2 separate regions of the Gossypium arboreum genome follow, and region 1 is linked to region 2. The links are chromatin contacts, called in public Hi-C maps. All regions are on one chromosome and are shown on one strand. The core of a region is the stretch at or near the end of the contact, and the rest is flanking DNA. Distances in the headings are between cores, read along the strand shown.

Region 1 (3,144 bases), core at 110-2,609, 83 kb before region 2:
CATTGAGAAAGCTAGAATAATTGATACTTTGAGATATGGTTAAGCTGAAGTTTAGAGTCATTGGCTTAGATCGGGTTAATCTTGTTAAGGACCATAGGGAAAGCTTGGGTAGGGAATGATTCCATTGAATTTATGGTTGTGAAAACATATTAATTTATTATGCTTATATAAGGTCTTTCCTACTTATTTTGTTGGTAGTTTTATCATATTAAACACTACACAGAACTTCATAGGACTTACCATGAATAGGATGTCTTATAAAAATGATTTTAGTACTTTTTATGGAGTTAACTCTCCGTTTGTCTGCTAATTATTCCACGTTTGTTTTTCTCTACAGCTCTGTGTATGGAGCACAGATGGATGGGAGAAGCAAGCTAGTAAGTTCTTGCAAATCCCAAATGGCCGGGCAGCATCTCCTCATGCGGAGACTCGTGTTCAGTTTCACCTAGATCAGATACATTTGCTGGCAGTTCATGAAACACAGATAGCAATATTTGAAGCACCAAAACTAGAATGCCTAAAGCAGGTGTCTGAGCTTATTTGCTGTATAATATATATTTTCTAGATTTTTATTGCTTACAATCTATGTTTAAATCAAGTGCACTTCAGGAGGTAATTGCATTTAGAATATTTTCATGCATGTATTTAGGAGTGGGCTGGCAATGCCAAATTCGACCTTTTAGAAATCGTTTTGCTGCTAGTACAGTCTGCTATTTGTCAATAGAACCTTTTTTTTATTTTTTTTTTGGGGGGGGGGGTTAATTTTGAGGTTATTAATATTGTTTTGGAATTGTTTTCTCAAACAGTGGGTCCCTCGAGAAGCCAGCGGTCCAATTACTCATGCAACATACTCCTGTGACAGCCAATCGATATATGTGAGTTTTGAAGATGGAAGTGTTGGTGTGCTTACTGCTTCAACACTCAGATTGAGATGTCGAATTAGTCCCGCAGCATATTTACCTCCAAATCCAAGGTGCTTTTTCTCTTTCTATTTATTAAAACAGTCATAAACACAATTTGAGTTTATAGTTAATTATCATATCTTGATTCAATCCAATACGTTTTGTGGTGGAAGTTTCTAACAATGCACCTTGAGCAGCTTGAGAGTTTTTCCACTTGTCATTGCGGCACACCCATCCGACCCAAATCAATTTGCTTTGGGATTAACAGATGGTGGAGTCCAAATTGTTGAGCCATTGGAGTCGGAAGGAAAATGGGGCACCTCTCCTCCAGCTGAAAATGGTGCTGGACCAAGTACCACATCAGGTGTAACTGGTTCAGAACCTCCCCAGCGGTGACCAGCACACGTGCAGGTATTGATAGAAAGGATATAACCAAAGCATCCATCTCTAGCATGCATTTTTATCATATGCTCCCTGGTGTCATGTTAAAAAGAAATTCTCAAGGGGAAGCTTCAGAAGTATAATGGATTGGTATGAATCGCATGACATCCTTTTTGCAGCCAAGGCATATAGTGTTGATTTCAGGGATTTTGGTGTAAATTTAGGAGATGTTGGCTTAGAGAAGGTGGGTCTGTCTGACTATAGACTTAAAAAAAGAAGCGAAATCAGACAAAAAATTTCTGTTGGTTTATAACTAGGAATCCTGGCGGGTTTCCCATTATTATTTAGCCTTCTAGAAACTATATTAATTATGTTTATTTTTTTGCTTATGCTTCGGGTTTTTTTTTTTTTTAAATTAAGAAATTGTTTTAACGGCTATTATTTGTCCGTACCGTGTAATATTTGGATGTGACACGAAATATGATACGGAAAAAAAATGATATAAAGACGACACAAACAAATAAGGTGAATTATAGAATGTTTATAAAGTAGTTGAGTTGAGTTGGTATTTCCTTTAAGTGTGTTTTCATTTCTGATTTATTAATACTATGGATTGAAAGTAAATTAAAGTAAAAGTTAAAAAGTCAAATAAAGTAAATCATATGTAAAATAAATAGTGGAAAAGAAGGAAAAATTAAAATTATTTAAAAAAAACGCATATTTAAAATTTGTTTTCTTTTACTTTCTTAATAAATTGAACGATATTTATTTTTCCTTACTTTCCTAGTTTATATTATAAAGTCAATCCAAATATAGGCTAATGTAATTTTATTTCTTAAAATGTTTGTTTTGTGATTTTAATTTTATTAATTTGAATAGTTTAATTTAAATATAATAAAATATAATTTATTCAAATATAATATTTTTTTAAAGTAAAATCAAATTTACAATTTTAAGCCTTAACAATTTATTCTTATATTTTTATAAGAAACAGATAGAAGGTGGAATCAGTTTGACTTTCAATCTCTTAGTCGGTTGAATTGGATGGTTCAAACAAATACTTATTATAAAAATTATAAATTTTAAAAGATTAAAATGTTAAATATTAAAATATGAAGAAATTTATATTTACAAAATTAAAGATAAAAGCAGACTGAAGAATTGTTAAAAAATAAAAATAAAAATTTCATAAAAAAGTTAGTTAACTAGAATAATCTTAAATATATAACCATCAATGTAACATCTATTATAAATATATATTTTTTATTAGTTAATGTGCGATAATCTCAATATATGATTAGTTGTATTCATAAAAAAAATCTCTCTATTGAGCCCACGTGATAATACTAACCATAGGGTTCGACTAAAGTTAACTGGCTCAAAGTATTATTATGTTATCACACAGTGATAATTGATAGAGGCCGTAGGTCTTGTTTAAGAACCTTCTCCCATTTAATATTTTAAAAACGATACAAGGTTTTAATTTCAGTTTCAACTAGGAATGATTAAATATGCAAACAAGTACACATGACATGCTTAATCATGTATGTATAGACACGATTCTCAATTTATCAACATTCAATTATTCATAATATTCATAAATACCAAAATTATAATTAAAATCAATCAACTCTAATCGGTCAAAAAATTTCATGGTTTTGTCCTAAGAAAAAAAAGTAAAATAATTAAAAATTACAATAACTTTTCAAAAGCATTATTTGGGTCTTCTAGGTTAAAGCCAAACACCATGATAACCAAAACTAAGAGTGAACAATCTTGTGAGCCCAACAGTTTTTCGTTGTTGTTATGAACTCCACTGATCAGCGATCGCCATTGTCAGATTGTCAATGTAATGTCTCGA
Region 2 (2,949 bases), core at 430-2,929:
AATGGGAAATTTATTTTAATTATTAGTAACTTTTAGGGAGGAAAGGCAAAAAAAAAATGCAATAATATCTTTTGGGTTTAAGATTTTATCAATTGTAATTTCTTTTAGAAAGTAATAAGATTTTGTCAACCTTCATTTTGATTCAGCCCTCATGATTTCATTCACGTTATGATGTGAATATTTAATGAAATATTTTTATTAGATTTAATAATGGTTTATTTCAAATCGATTTTGAAAGTAAATATGAAATATTCACGTTATTTATTCTTTTAATAATATTATTTTAAAATTTGAACTCATATTTTCTCTTTAGGAGTATAATGAGTTTTATTGTTAACCTAAAACTTGTTAATATAAATTAATTGTAAATTAAAATAAAAAGAAAATTAGATTTGATTGTAATAAATTTGGTTATGTTATTCTGGACACTAGGGAGGGGTTTGGGTTGATGGAGAGAGTATTGATAATTGATAAAGAGGAAGCAAAAACAAAGGGTTTTTTGTCCAGGGGGAAGTAGTGTATCACTTTTGCACAGCAATTCCAAATAGTGGAAAGTAGACATAACTGCTATTTAGTGGGGTTACCAAAATGTCAGTGACATATGATAAAAAGCATTGTAATGTTAGGCCCTTCTCACTAATAAATAAATGGTGAATTTTACCTCCCCCCATTTCACTGCCCTCATTAACCCTCTCTTCTACTTCAAACCATTTGTTAGGCTTTGATTCAATGTTTACTTATATTGGACCCAACAATGCCTGTCCATCCATCTCATCTACCCCCTTATCCCCTCATTAACTCTTACATAAATATTCATCTTCAAACCTTAAAATCTCGACAGATAATCTCAATTACAATTAAATATATGGTGGATCCAATAGTCAATGACATCTAAAGTTGAAAGCCAATACTATCAGCATTTTTATGAGAATTTAATTAATGCAAATGAAAACAAAACCATGTAGCAATTCAAAGTAATAGAAAATGACATATATATATATATATATATATATATACACATAAGTTAATAATTTCTTCATCATTTAAATATATGATTATAAATCAACACAAACTATGATGTAAAAATAATTAATATATCTTATCTATTTATTGAAAGCATTTGATGTGACATTTGATGTACTTTAATATTAAAATATTTTATTTTTATTTGATGTGTAATTACATTTAGTTTATCTTGTTCGGAGTGAAATTAAATATTAATAGAATTTATTATGGAATTAATACTCTTGTTGATGTGTGGGATCAATAAGGAGAGATGGAAGAGGATGTGGTGGTGCTAATGGAGGCTAGTTTGCTCTGTCAAGGCAAAGAGTCGGAGAGTAGAAAAGTGAAGACGGTGGAAGTGAATGTTGGGAATAAATTGACAAAGTGTAGGCAAGTGTGATGGAGAGTTGATCTCTTCATCATCATCATCTTGGGGGCTAGTTATCGGCGAGGTCCTATGTTGGGTAACATTAACATGATGAATTCGCAATCAGATCACTATTATGAGAAACATAGAGCTAGAGCTAATGTCTTCAATGTGACAAAAATATTTGTGATGAAACGTGCTATGTCAGTCCTTTTTGTTTAATGTACGGAGCAGTTAAACTCCCATAAATTTAGTGACTAAAAAGATCATGCTCTTAATAGAAGTCCAAATGTGGAGGAGAAGGTGGTGGCTACATTTTGAGGTAGGTAATTAGCCTCCTTAAATAACTACTTTCTGCCTACTTGGATGACTAAATCGGGAAGTAAGACTTCTAGTGATCTCCCAATCTATAGCGGGTGGAGTATGTATATCAGGTAGCTTTCTGTTATGCCTGTATTGTCATTGGTGGTGGTATAACAACTCTCTTGTTAATACAAGCAGAGCAGAGATTAAGGAGTTAATGTGCCAATACTAATAGCATAGGCAGGCGAGGGGGGTTGAAGATAGGGGCAAAGGCAGGCAATTGCCAGGGAGATTTTAATGGTGACTTGAATACTTTTGTTATTTTGTCTGATTTGGATTCCCAACCCCCAAAACCCATATTATTATCAATAAAAATGACCAAAAATCTGACTGTAAAGTGAAAACAATGGTTAAGTGTTAAATTATTGGGGGGCATAAACAAAGGCATGAGCCATTTCTTTCACTCCTGTTGGATGTTGTACTGCTCCCTACCCAAAAGAAAGAGAAAAAAAGAAAGGAAAAGCCCCATCCATCTCTGATCTCTCTCTTGGTTTGCAGACTGGGAATTCAAGAAAAAAGAAGAAACGCCAAAAGATATCATAAACAAATTGACTAATCTCCATCAAACCCCATGTAATAACACTACCGTCTCACTCCTTTTATTTACCTACTTTCCTCTCGGTTAGCCTCAAATATCTCTTCCCTTTCCTTCTTTCCTCCTCTGTCTCTAGATTTTGTCTTCCATTGAGAAGAAAGATCAAAGATGCCGAGACCAGGCCCTAGACCTTACGAGTGTGTAAGAAGAGCTTGGCATAGCGAAAGACACCAACCCATGAGAGGTTCCATCATTCAGCAGATTTTAAGGTTCTGGGTCTTCTTTGTTTTCCTTAATTTTGTTACATTTTAAGCAGCATTATTTCTACCTTTTGGGGGGAGGGGGGTTTAATTCCTTGCCCACCATGTGTTTGATTTTAGGCTAGCTATTGAAACTCATAGCACAGCTACTAAAAAGAATAAGGAATGGCAAGATAAAATTATTACTGTCATCGTCAAAGCCGAGGAGATTATGTATTCCAAAGCCAATTCTGAGGTTCTTTTCTTCTTTCAAAATTGTGGATCTTTTTATTTTGTATCTACTTCTTTGGACTCAATTTTTTCCCCCTCGTATTGGGTTTTTAGGCTGAATACACCAACCCGGAAACCTTATGGGACCGTGTTAATGATGCCATCAACACGATTATCCGTCGAGATGAGAGCACTGAAACAGGAGAGCT

What was found. A called contact is a pair of places that touch in the nucleus more often than the background predicts.
Region 1: a Hi-C map of leaf shows a contact between it and region 2, with 2.5 times the contacts expected there. The contact joins the enhancer-like site here to the promoter of LOC108483955 in region 2. A contact is called at or near these places in 2 of 5 Hi-C or Micro-C datasets (both in leaf).

What each region holds. Positions count from the first base shown.
Region 1 is chr6:133,161,861-133,165,004 of ASM2569848v2, reverse strand. LOC108486225 (topless-related protein 4-like) reads left to right here. Exons shown (of 26, transcript XM_017790145.2): 24 at 338-526; 25 at 807-973; 26 at 1,100-1,856. The coding sequence ends at 1,298. Among protein-coding and RNA genes, the nearest start is that of LOC128293960, 3.1 kb to the right of the region's middle. Within about 2 kb of position 1,359, at least 2 of the 2 cell types and tissues checked have an H3K27ac peak or open chromatin away from gene starts, as enhancers often do. A contact at or near this core is called in leaf, where this site is marked.
Region 2 is chr6:133,079,759-133,082,707 of ASM2569848v2, reverse strand. LOC108483955 reads left to right here and starts at 1,679. Exons shown (of 5, transcript XM_017787522.2): 1 at 1,679-2,308; 2 at 2,407-2,539; 3 at 2,651-2,765; 4 at 2,855-2,949. The coding sequence starts at 2,439.